2 separate regions of the Mus musculus genome follow, and region 1 is linked to region 2. Evidence: chromatin contacts called from public Hi-C data. All regions are on one chromosome and are shown on one strand. Each heading gives the region's core, a stretch centred on a gene start, on an enhancer-like site or on the middle of the called end of the contact. The rest is flanking DNA. Distances are from core to core; before and after follow the strand shown.

Region 1 (5,959 bases), core at 396-2,895, 840 kb before region 2:
AGGGCTCAAGGACTCACTGTGCATCCTTAAAATGCAGTAATGGTCAATGTATCATTTAGTTCATTACTTGTTTGTTCATTCATTCATTCATTTACTCATTTATTGACAGGGTCTTGTAGACTCACTGTGAAACCAGAGATGACCTTGAATGTCAGATTTTCTACCTCTACCTAAGGTTACAGGCATGCCCTACTGTCTTAGTCAGGGTTTCTATTCCTGCACAAACATCATGACCAAGAAGCAAATTGGGGAGGAAAGGGTTTATTCAGCTTACACTTCCATGTTGCTGTTCATCACCAAAGGAAGTCAAGACTGGAACTCAAGCAGGTCAGGAAGCAGGAGCTGATGCAGAGGCCATGGAGGGATGTTCTTTATACTGTCTTGCTTCTCCTGGCTTGCTCAGCATGCTTTCTTATAGAACCAAGACTACCAGCCCAGGGATGGTCCCACCCACAAGGGGCCTTTCCCCCTTGATCACTAATTGAGAAAATAACTTACAATTTGATCTCATGGAGGCATTTCCTCAACTGAAGCTCCTTTCTCTGTGATAACTCCAGCTGTGTCAAGTTGACAGAAAAATAGCCAGTACACCCCACTTTGGACACTTTGAGTGGTGCTGGGATGTAGTCAACCCAGATTCCCCCACTTGCTAGGCAGGCCCTCTACCAACTAAACTGTTATCTAGGAGCAAAAATGTCTGAACAATCCCAACTTAGATGCTTCTTGTATGTGGTCCTTTGACTGTTGTGACTCATGAACAACAGAGCTGTTCAGGCTCAGTGCTGAGGGAAGCCGCTGCAATCCCTGTGATGGGGGCTTCTTGGAGAATCCTGTGTCTCAGTTGACTGGCTGAACTGATACACCTAGGTAACGGTGGTTTTGCTGTCCCTGACCCAGGTGTGAGTCCCTTACCACAGGAGGTGTGTGGCCAAAGCATAGACAACTAACGTTCCGTACCTTCCAGGGTCCCTGGGCCCTACCCGTGTTTGGAAGAAAAACAGCCAGCAAATTCATTCTCCTCTGTCCAGCCGAAGTTGAAGTGACAAAGATGACAATTTATCTTCCACGTTGTGCTCTCCCTTTCTCCGGCCTCCAGCTTCAATATTGCTGGAGAAACAGGAAATTGCTTCAGTGTAGGAAGAGAAGCAAAAAACTCACCCATGTCAAAGATACCTCCCGCCTTCCCAGACCCACAGTCCTCTCTCGACCATGATAAAGTGCATTTGTATTTTAGAGGGTAACACGATGTCAAATCCATGTTAGATTCCAGGAAATCTGACCAGCGCTTGCTTTCAGTCTAGAAAGTTGGAAATTAAAACTGTTCCCTGAAACTCCCCCAAAGCAAGTCAACCCTAAATGGAAAACAGCTACACTGAGATTTAATGAAGTGCTTGGAGCGGCTCACAGTTTGATTAGGCCAGGCCTCCCGCACACTTCAAAGATTTTTTCCTTATGCAGGAAAATTTGACTTTCTTCACCTCTCTGCCCACCCTTCATGCAGCCTTCTCTACCTTGCCTGTGAGGACCCATCCAGCTGTGGTCTTTGTCACTTTGCTGAGAAGGCTGTGTGCTTTGAATATAACCCTGCCTCCCAAGGAAATTACATTTCCATCATGGCTTTTAAATGCAAATGTGCAAGCCAGAGGTCAGAGGTCCTTACTGGGGACCACTCTACTCTAGCTGTGCCTTAATGGACAGGGGCACTGAGTGGCTCACACTTGAGGAACCTCCCACAAGGTCCCTTCTTCAACTGTCAGGCCTGCTGGGGACCTGGCTACTGGGAGCCTTTGTTAGCACCCACAGTAGGGGTTGGAAGCCTGTGCCCACTTGCTCCCACCCTCTCCCTGCTGATATATAAAATCAAGGTCAAAGCCAGGTTACTGTAGCCACCTGCTTATTACCACAGCCTGTGCCACCCAGGAGTCAAGATGCCATTTTTTTCTGCATCTCCCAGCCCGGACCTCAATCTTAGCATCAAGCCAGGCTATAAAGCACATTTTCCTATGACTTTGCCCCTCACTCCCAAGAAGCGTGAGCACTAACCAAGCCTTAACAAGGAGCCTCACATACCACGTGGACTTGGAGCAGTGTTCATGATTTGTGTCACACACAAAGGGGGCGTAGTTGGGTGGAAGGCAAGCAAGACAGTGGCTAGCTGGAAGGTGAGGATTCATTTTGAGTTGCCTCTATGTTTTTTTTTTCAGCACCCACATGTTTTACTAGGAACCTAGAATAAAGAAGTACCCACTCCTCCCACACTAAAGTGCTTTATGTAGAACCTGAGGATATCATAGATCAGTGCCTGGAGCCCAGGGAGGCTTCCTTGCCACTGGACAGGAATGCTGTTGTAAACATTAGTGGAGAACAGCTGCCCATGATACTTTGGAGTTCCGGGCTAGGCTCTCCAGTATGGCTAGGTGCTGCCCTGGGATGGGCTCCTACCACTTGCTTCCCACCATTCTTGCCTCTGCTTACATCTGAGAGAAGTGCCATCCAAACCCTGCCACTGCCTTTAAAGTTCCTATGTTAATTCGGGTCTGCATAACGCCCACCCCCACCCCCCCCCACCCCCACCCCCCCCCGCCCAGAGGACCCTCCCTATCCCCAGGAAGGATTGGGGAGACAGCACAGTGAGTCAAGTGTTGGTGTGTAATTCCTTTGCTGGGAAGGTTCAGGCAGGCAGATCTGAGACTTGCTAGTGAGCCAGCCTTGTCTAACTGAGAGTTCTAAACCTTGACACTTTCCTAACATCCCTAGTTACCTACAACAAATGAATTAATCCAGTGAAACCAGGATCGCCTGGCCAGGGGACCGCGCCCTCTGGGAGGTGGAACCATTTCTAGGAAAGGCGGCTCACCTTAAGGCATGCTAAGGAAGCAGGCATGGTTAAACCTTTAATGAGGCACTGGAGGTTTCTTCCCCAGGATCCCTACCTCCAACTGAAGTCTCTTACAGAGCACAGCCATGCTGTTGTGTGAGTCCACCGCTTTTCCAAGTTAGAGAAGTGTAACCCTCCTTTCCCTCTTCTCTCTCCCTTCTAGGCACGCTTTGGCTAGCACTTTGGGCTTCACTCTTTGTCTCTGGTCTCTCTCTCTCCCTGCCATGTGGTTGCCAGCCATGCTGATTTAATTCAAAGATTATGGCTTCCCCAGCCCACATCTCCATTTCCCTCCTTTGGGCAGCTGTTGAGATTTACACCCTGTAAATCTTTTTTTTTTTTTTTTAAACTTTAATAAAAGTGTTCTCTTCAGATAAAACTTTGGATTTGCTTGACTTTCAAAAAAAAAAAAAAAAAAGTGGACAACCTCCGGAACACACCACCTGGGGTTGTTCTGAACTACACACATGCACAGACACATGCAGTGCGCAGCATACTCCATCCCCCTCGACAAGGTCTTGGCCTTGCAGATACATTCGCAGGGAGGCAAACCATAACATAATGTCAAATAATGATGAGTGCTGCATAAAATATTAAAGGCTAGAGGAACAGAGAGCTGGAGAACGGAAGAGCAGGCAATGGCGGGGGTGTGCTAACCTAGTCAGGTGCCAAAGACAAGACCCGAGAGAAGAGTCTTGAGTGTGGAAAAGAAGAATCCCGTGAAGACCTGGAGGAGGTGCGCTCTTAAGTTGGGAGAAGAAAGCACAGTGGTCCCGAGTCAGGAGCAAGTGTGATGTGTTGGGGGGCAGCAAAGAGGTCATCATGACTAGTGGTAAAATGGAAGCATAGAGAGGTAGGCAGGGTCACATCAAGGACAAGCCTCTGTCCCTGATAAGAATTGACTTTATTCTGAGAGTGACTAGTTCATGTTAGGGTTTGTACTCAGCCATCAGTTGATTTGACTCAAGTGTATAAAAAGGTCCCTCTGGCTCTGTGAAGAGCCATCAAACTACAGGTTACATGGGAGTAGGGCAGGTATTGGAGGTCCTTGCATTAGCCATTCAGACAAGAAGTGCTGGCCTGGACTAGAGCAAGAGCAGTAGAGAAAACCAGAGGTCAGATTTAGGATAATTATAAACAAGATCCAATACTGCATTAGATGTAAGGTGTGGGGTTTAGAGAGAAAAATGCAAGGACTCCCCCAAATTGGCAGAGTAGTCAACTAAGTGATCCTGTCATCTAATGGGCAGAGATGAACAACACCAGCAAGATGTGGGGGGTTGTGGGCAGGGGACAGGGATCCTGTTTGAAATGTCTGATGTTTAACATCCTGCCTGCAGTCCTGGCAGAGAGGCTTCGAGGCTGGTAGATACATATCAGTCCAGAGAGAAGAGACTAAGCTTTGGCACAAGGTGTGAGGGCATCTGGACAACCTGCCAACCCAGACAGGTGGGAGAGGATGACAAGACAAGGGTACAGACCAAGGGAAGAGCAGGACTTGACGGGGAAGAAGAAGCAGCCATGCTGAAGGTATCTGGAGGCCTGAAGAAGGTGAGTCAGCCAGAATGAAAATCTGGTCAGAACAGAGAAGAGGGGAGAGGTGTGGGCATCCAGGAAGTTCTTTTGGAAGGCTAAGGAGCTAGCCAAAGACAGCATGTTTGTGGGGAAAGTCTTTGAGCCACAAGAGAGCCCAGTGAGCACTAGAGCAGGGGGCGGCCCAACCATCCATTCTCATGCAGGCAAGGGGAGGCCAGTGAGAAGAGATGCAGGGGAACCAGTGGGCGTGGCCATGAGCATTAAAGGCCATACTCCTCTGATGAAGAATATCCCAGGCAAAGGCAGGCTAAAGGTCCCTGTACCTCTCCCTTCTTAAATAATTGGTCCCAGAAATCAGTAGTAGGGACAGCCACTGTGAGCCTGAGCATAGGCTGGAGGTGTGCTAAGTTGTAACTGTGGCCAAGAGTGAGATGCCTACACAGGATGAGGAGGGCGCCTTGGTGACACCCAGGAATTAGGGTTGTGTTTAACAGTGACAGTAATAGTGAGAATGTGGTTCTATGTTGAGGGCATGGGTCCAATAAATAAATGTATCACAAAATAGTGAAAGTCAGCTTTCTGGGTGTCAGAATTACAAATATGGAAAGGGAGAAAACTGAATTCTGGTTTGGAAGAGGAATTGCACATATTAATGTAAAATTATAGTTTTAAAGCATATATAGACACTGAAGTAGAGCTAGTATGTATATTTTGTATGCATACTCATATATGTATATTTATTCATATATGTATGCCTTGGCTCTGTCACTGAGGTCTGCTGGGAACACTAGTACCCTAAAATCACACAGCCAGATCTTGATGTCTACATAGCACTCTTCCCTAGAAAGAACCATGACTTCTTGAAGAAATGGCTAATCACAGTGCCTGGGCAGGGCCAACACAATCTGAGACCATTTAAGTCTTAAAATAAATTACATCAACAGGACCCATATGGATACCATGAGCCTGCCACAAACACACAAGCAAGTTTCTCCTAGGATTTACAGAATATTATAATAAAATGAAAATTAATGATGTTAAAAGGAATGATAGAATTATGAAATCATTATTTGGCAACTATCGTCATAATTCAACCCAGAAATACACAGGGTGTATTAAATTGCCTTCTATATATAGTCTGTTTTCTGTTGCTATAACAAAATCCCTGAGGGTAGGTAAATTATAAAGAAAAGAAGTGTGTTTGGCTCACAGATTTGGAAGCAGAAAGTCCAAACAGCATAGTGCCAGCAGTGACAAAGGTGTGGTGAGAGCCTATGTAGCAGATGGCATCATGGGTAGAGCACGTGCAAGAGAAGGAAGACAGAGCACAGAGGGAGAGGCAGCCGCCTTCTACTGATAACCCTCAGAAGAACTAACATGGGTCCCATGAGAAGCACCACAATTCCCTCTAAGGGCAGTGACCTCGGTGACAGCTCTTTCTCATATCACTGTACTGGGGACACATGAATCCTGGAGAGCAGACTCAAGCCACAGCCAAACCTCCCAGCTTAGCAGTGGCTGCAGCCCAACTGACAAGCCACAAAA
Region 2 (6,445 bases), core at 1,295-3,794:
AGGTACCAGCAAAATGGTTGCAAGAAAATGGGAGAGTGAGCCAATAAATCCCTATGGCTCACATATGGGCATAGTGCGTGCTGCTAAGCACTTGAAGAGGTTAGACACATATGGAGAAAGGCAGTGGGGAAGTTGTCTCTCCTGCCAGTGTCTTCCCCATTTCCAGGACTCACATCTCTGCTCCTGACATAGGCACACCTTGTTAACTCCTGCATGGAGAAGGCTCCCATTTCTTAAAGCGTCAAAATGCCTGCCTGGTTATACACCATTCCGTTCTTATAGTGTAACTCCCTTCTCCTCTCACCCCTGTAACTCCCAGCAGATTGTTGGATTATTGTCCCTGCTCCTACTACTCTGTCTTCCCTTGCCTGTTTTCTCACCCCTAACCAAATCCAAACAGCATCCCACACTACTGTCTACCAGCTCCAGATGCTGGGAGTTGCCCCTAAAAATACAGATGCCAGTGGTCTGGGCTGAGTCATTTATCTCAGAGGGCTTATTCTACAAGCCAATGTGCATTCTCTCTCTCTCCCTCCCTCTCTCTCTCTCTCTCTCTCTCTCTCTCTCTCTCTCTCTCTCACTCTCGCTCTCGGAGAAGATGAGAACCTCCTTACACAGCACCAGTATCCATCCTCCCAGAACCTGGTCTATGATTGACAAATTACATATGAGATAATTGTAAGGTAATTGATTAAATTTAACTTCACAAGTACCTAGTGAGTTCCAGACAATGGGAATTCACAAGTGAGGAGGTCACAGCCGACCACCACCGAAGCAAAGTGTCCTGAGTTAGTGGGGTCAGGGACACCCCAGCTTGCTACATGGGGCTGACAGAGTCTGGACCTCCTAGGGAAAGTGATTGTGACAAAGAAAATCATGCTTTCCTGCCCTTTGTGCTCTCCCTCTTCTCTTCTGTCCCATAGTAGTCAGTCTCTCTCTCTCTCTCTCTCTCTCTCTCTCTCTCTCTCTCTCTCTCTCTCTCTCTCTCTCTCTGTGTGTGTGTGTGTGTGTGTGTGTGTGTGTGTGTGTGTGTGTGTGTGTTAAAAGAGTAGTCCCGGTGCTTAGCACCCAGCATCAAGGACTTTGTAACTTCTAGGTCTCAGCCTCTCAGATGTGAGACAGCCACTGCTTCTATTTCAACATAATCTGATTTAATAAATTATTTTAATACCCAGTGGCTGCCTCATACTGAAGAGGCTGAGAGGCCGATAGGTGCTCTGTCCATGAAGCTAGGCACTTCAGCAGTCCCTCTGAGGCACTGAAAACCTGGAGGACTCCTGGAGAACCAGTAGTCCTTCGTCAGTGCTGGTGCCTGGGAACAGCGGTTCTGATGCCAGTGAAGATAAATCAACTTGGCCAAGCAAGCAAACGACAAATAATCTTGCCCTGTCTTCTGCTTGCTTGACCAAGTTGACTTATCTTCACTAGTATCAGAACTAGGGCGCCACCCACATTTGGAGGGTGGGTCTTCCCACATCAATTTAGATAATCAGAATGATTGAAACCAACCATCATGCCCCCTAGCCCCACCAAAGTCCCTTTTCTGCATTCCATCCACAACACTAATTTCAGACCTTCCACACTCACTCTACACTACAAATATGAGAACATGTCTTGCTTAAACCATTTATAGATTTTTTTTTGTCCATTTTTATATTAAGTTTCTCGCACTTGCCTGAACCTGATTCTAGCTAACATGGAAATAGAAGAATAATTAAGTCAGAAGTTTTAATAAATATCCAGAAACTTCTGAGGGAAGCTGGCTTTACACTGAGAAGAAATACCGAGCTGAAGGAAGTTCTGTTGAATCTGTTCTTAACAATTCAACATTAGCTTTAAATCCATGCAAGTCTGCTCCAGGCTGAATGGTTCTAGCCAGCACACATCAGTTACTTTTCTGTTCTAGTGGTAAAGTTCCATGGCCAAGAGCAACTGACAGAAGGAAGTGTTTATTTGCACTTATGGTTCCAGAGGGAGATGAGTCTATCCTGACAGGGAGCCATGGTAGCAAGCAGCCGATGTGGCAACTGGAGCAGGAAGCTGTGCGATCAACCACAGAGCAGGGAGCAAACCGGAAATGGACCAAGGCTATAGATCCCTGAAGCTGGCCAGCCCTGAAGCTCTCCCTTAGCAAGGCCACACCACCGACTAACTCCCTCAAATATCACCAGCACCAACTATCAAAATATGTGAGCCTGAGAGGGGTGTTGTCATTTAAACCACTACACAAACCAAGAGTTCCAGTGCTTGGCTCTGTGTCAGGGCACCCGAGAGCTGGTTCAAACGTGGAATGCCTGGTCCTGCCCCAGGTTTCTGATTCAGTTCAGTGTATGTGCACATCTCAATGGCTTCCAGAATGCCTGCTGCTCAGGAGACTGCACCTTGAGAGGTCCATTGTTCCAGACTTTTCAGAAACACACTTCCCCAAAGTCAGTTGTCTTGCATGCATTTCAGCTTTGAAACTCAAAGGAGGAAGTACAGTGATTTTTCCAGAGTGGGGAGCTTCAGGAGGCAGGAAGGGACTGCAGGACAGCTTGGGTGTGCTGAGCATCCAGGGAAGAGGAGATTTGTGATGCAAATGATTTACTGGTGTTCAGCTGGGAGCAGAAGGGATTTCAGGACACCGAGCCAAATCGAATTCATTACCTGACAATTAGCTCTAAATTAATGCAAGACTGTGCCGGCCCAATGTGCTCTAAGGAAGGAGGCCTTGACAGCTTGAGATGGGCAGGATCTGAGGTGTCAATCTCAGTTGGATCCTGGGGCACTCCCTCCTCTCGGTTTGTCTGTCAGGGTGTTCTGAGCTCAGAACACAGTCACCCCCCACTCTGGAGACAATTGCAGCCTCTACCACTCCAGAGTTAGCCTTCATTCACCCAACCACACTGCACCCCATCCAGGGCAGACTTGGGCTCCCCTGTCCTTGCACCCACAGGCTTGCTCCTCAGAGCCACCTCTTGGGACACACAGGCAGGCCTGCTGTTGACTCTTCAGTTGCGGACGGCACAGAATGAAGTTCCTCATATTTTGACAGAGTGAACGGCTAATTCAGTGTGTGTCCCATCTCCTCAAGCAGAAATTGCTCACGCGTGGAGGATAGACATTCCTTTATGAATTTCTTTATTTAATGGAGGCCTACTTTCCCCCTCTGGTTCCTTTTTCTCCTTTCCTCTTATTTTACATCAATCTCTTTCCTCCACCAGGTTCTCAAGGAGCCGCTGATGTAGTACACACAGCCATGTGACCACTGTATATGGTGACCTGTGGACAGACTGTCCCTGAGATTCCATTGACCTGTTCATTAAACAGTATGCAGCAACAGACAGGACATGCTGGGCTTTGGCCATACAAGCTCTTAGGGCAGCCTAAAAGACAGGACCCAAGGACCCAAGGACCCTACAGGCAGCATATGGAATGAGGGCACAGGGCGCTCTGAGTCCACTGTTTACCCATGTAAGCATCATATAAGCATTCCCACTTATGAGATTATCCACCCCTTCAGCTCCCCACAATCAGACTGGCTCTGTGATTTTCTGCTTGCCCATAGCTGCCTAATGACAAATTCATCACCCACATATCAGAGTCTCTGGCAGACTTCCTTTGAATAGGTAGCATTTTTAACTGGTTCTGACAAAGATCCTCGAGGTCTCTGTCTTTCTGTTTGGCTGTACTACAGCATCACTGGGTGAAAAGAAAGTCACGCCTCTCTCCACCCACTGGGCACATTTTCTCCAAAATTCTTTTGGAGAGAAACTTACAACTGCTCCAGAGGCATAGTTCAAAAGATTAATCTATATTTTAAAAACTCTTAGACATCAAATGAAGTGTGGCCACTACTTCCCAAATGCTCTAAATTTCCGGTCTTAATCGATTATGCTTATGGTTCTCAGAATGCCTCCCATTTTACAGACGAGTAGAGGGAAGGCATCACCAGGGCCTGAACTTCGGTCTTTGACCCTCAGCCTTGGATCCATTCCATCAGACCACTCCCTACTTAGTCCACCCAACCTAGCATGTCCAGATGACATGGGCTCAGAAAATGTGTGTGTTCTCAGGCTGACCTCATTGCCCATCTCCACTGTCACTGTCACCACACTTGGAACCCAGCCAAGGCACTGTCATGGGGGATAACCATGTCATAGTCATGGTTTCAACAGGTTCATCCCGGTTCTCAGAGAAGTACAATCAACAGGGTGAGGGTGTGCCCGTGTACACACATGTGTGCTTTTAGAACTGGCTCAGGTTTATAGGACTAGCACGTGTAAACTCTGTAAAGCAGGCTGGAAATTCAGGCAGAAAGGGATGTTTTGAGAAATACTTATTTTCCAGAAAATCCTGGTTGTATTCATACGGCTGTCAACTGATAGATGGCATCCTCACTTCCCACTATAGGAATGAGAGTAACCCTTGTTTAATACTTAATTAATTACTGAGTAGCCAAATAACTATAGAATACCATCACTGGGTTAGCATTTACTAACAAAGCCTGGACAATCAACACCTAAAACTGATTGTCACTGTATGTCAAATGTTGGTAGCAAGTAGATCTAAGTTCAAGGCTTCCCTTCTCATGAGAAACCCAGAAGTGAGAGAGTACCCTAGTGAGGTCTCTAGCAACGCAGGGACAGAGTGACTGATTTGGTAGCATCCCCCACCAGGAATATGATAGATGTACTTCAGCAATGGGGGTTCTGGTCCCCAACACAGCCCCTGAGGACCTCACACAGTATCTGCCCCTCATAACCGTGTCTCTGGTGCCATCTGGAACCAACTGGGTGTAGAATCCCGTGCTAGGGGAAAGATGGGTTCACATCATGGACATAGGGTTCAGATGTGTCCCAGGACGAGGGCTTATGTATACTCAAGACTGGGAGGTTAAACAGGGTAGAAACACTTCTTGCAGAGTTTGCCAGAGGTCCTCTTCTGTCACTTTGCCCAGAAATCCTGATGGTATGTGTGTGTCCATGCCAGACCATGCAGCTTCTGGAGTTCCTAGAGAAGATGAAACCAAACCAAACAACCTCTGCCACTGAATGGGATCTAAGTCCCCATGTGTGCTCACTACCTGTAGCTTCCTAAGCCCCGTGTAAGCTCCCACACTTTCCCTCGGCCTCCCCTGGAACAGTCACTTGGAATTGATGTTTCCTGCTGAACTTCCCCACATCTGATAAATAACACCTGCCATCCCCACTCCTTTCCCCCAACTCTGTTTATTAAACAACGTTCGAGATTTTTCTTCTCACATGATGGGTACTAAAAGCACAAAGCAAACCATCCATGCGGAGGGGATGTCGCCAGCCATCCGTGGCCTGGAGCCAGGTGGTAAGTGACGTTTTATTTGCCAAGGCCTGAGTGAGGCCAGGCAAGGCCAGGTGGGGCTGAGGCAGCCCAGCTTTCATAGAAGTGCTTGAATTTGGGGGCAGGCCAAGGGTCACCCCAGCACTGCTTTAGCCCCCTACAACCTTGGGTTGGTACCTTACCTCCATAAGTCTCCACGGGATGATCTGAGAATGAGATTTTTCCAACTGTAAAATTAGAACTGTGAAGAGGGTCAGCAGCACAGAAAAGCTCCTTACACAGAGTGAGGTGCGTGTGTGTGTGTGTGTGTGTGTGTGCGCGCGTGTGTGTGTGTGTGTGTGTGTGTGTGTGTGTGTGTGTGTGCATGTGTGTGTGTGTGTGTGTGTGTGTGTGTGAAGGGTCGAATTAAAAACGGCCACCATTGGCTCAAGTACTTGAATACTAGGTCCCCAGTTAGTTAGTGGTGCTGTTTGGGTCTGTGGAACCTTTAGAAGGTGGAAACTTGCTATAAGAAATATGACACTGACGTAGGTTGGCCCGATACCCTCCCACCACCGTGTGCTTCCTGTGAGTGGATGAAAATGTGATAAGTTAGCTTCCTGTGTAATGACTGTTGCCATAGCTTCCCCGCCATGACAGACTCTTGCCCTCATTAACGGTAAGTCAAAATAAACCTTTTACCTTAAACTGCTCTTAGCAGCTTATATAGCATGTGATCTACCAGTTGACATCTTATCCTTACTGTCAAAAAATCCCACCAAGCTTTGCAACCATGCCGTCTCAGGATCCCCCATGCTGGGGTCCATTCTGCTCACAGTTGTTCTGTGCCACGGTTGCTATATTAGGCTCATAGTTGAGGAGTTCCAGAAGGGTGACAAGAGCGATTGGTCTCTGCTCCACGAGAATCCTGGCCTCAGCTGCAAGAATGGCATACAGGCTGAGGGAAAAGGGCTCAGTAACTGAAGACTGATGTCACCTGTTCCGTCCAGCACCTGGCCTCACTGGGGGCTATTGGTCAGACACCCGCATGAAGCCTCTGATGTGACTCATAGGCTTCCTCATAGAATGGTGAGTATTCCATAGCATCCGAATAGTAAGTGTCTCACGGAGTTAGAGGATGCTATACTGCCCGGTATGAAGCCTGGTA

The links. Hi-C and Micro-C count contacts between places; a contact is called where the count stands out from the background.
Region 1: a Hi-C map of embryonic stem cells shows a contact between it and region 2, with 1.9 times the contacts expected there. The contact joins two enhancer-like sites. A contact is called at or near these places in 1 of 484 Hi-C or Micro-C datasets (embryonic stem cells) and 1 of 115 datasets of contacts at active chromatin or transcription factors (embryonic stem cells).

What each region holds. Positions count from the first base shown.
Region 1 is chr6:32,783,242-32,789,200 of GRCm38.p6, reverse strand. No RefSeq gene overlaps it. Among named protein-coding and RNA genes, the nearest start is that of Gm32007, 130 kb to the right of the region's middle. Within about 2 kb of position 1,645, at least 13 of the 459 cell types and tissues checked have an H3K27ac peak or open chromatin away from gene starts, as enhancers often do. A contact at or near this core is called in embryonic stem cells, where this site is marked.
Region 2 is chr6:31,944,425-31,950,869 of GRCm38.p6, reverse strand. No RefSeq gene overlaps it. Among named protein-coding and RNA genes, the nearest start is that of Gm31894, 70 kb to the left of the region's middle. Within about 2 kb of position 2,544, at least 18 of the 459 cell types and tissues checked have an H3K27ac peak or open chromatin away from gene starts, as enhancers often do. A contact at or near this core is called in embryonic stem cells, where this site is marked.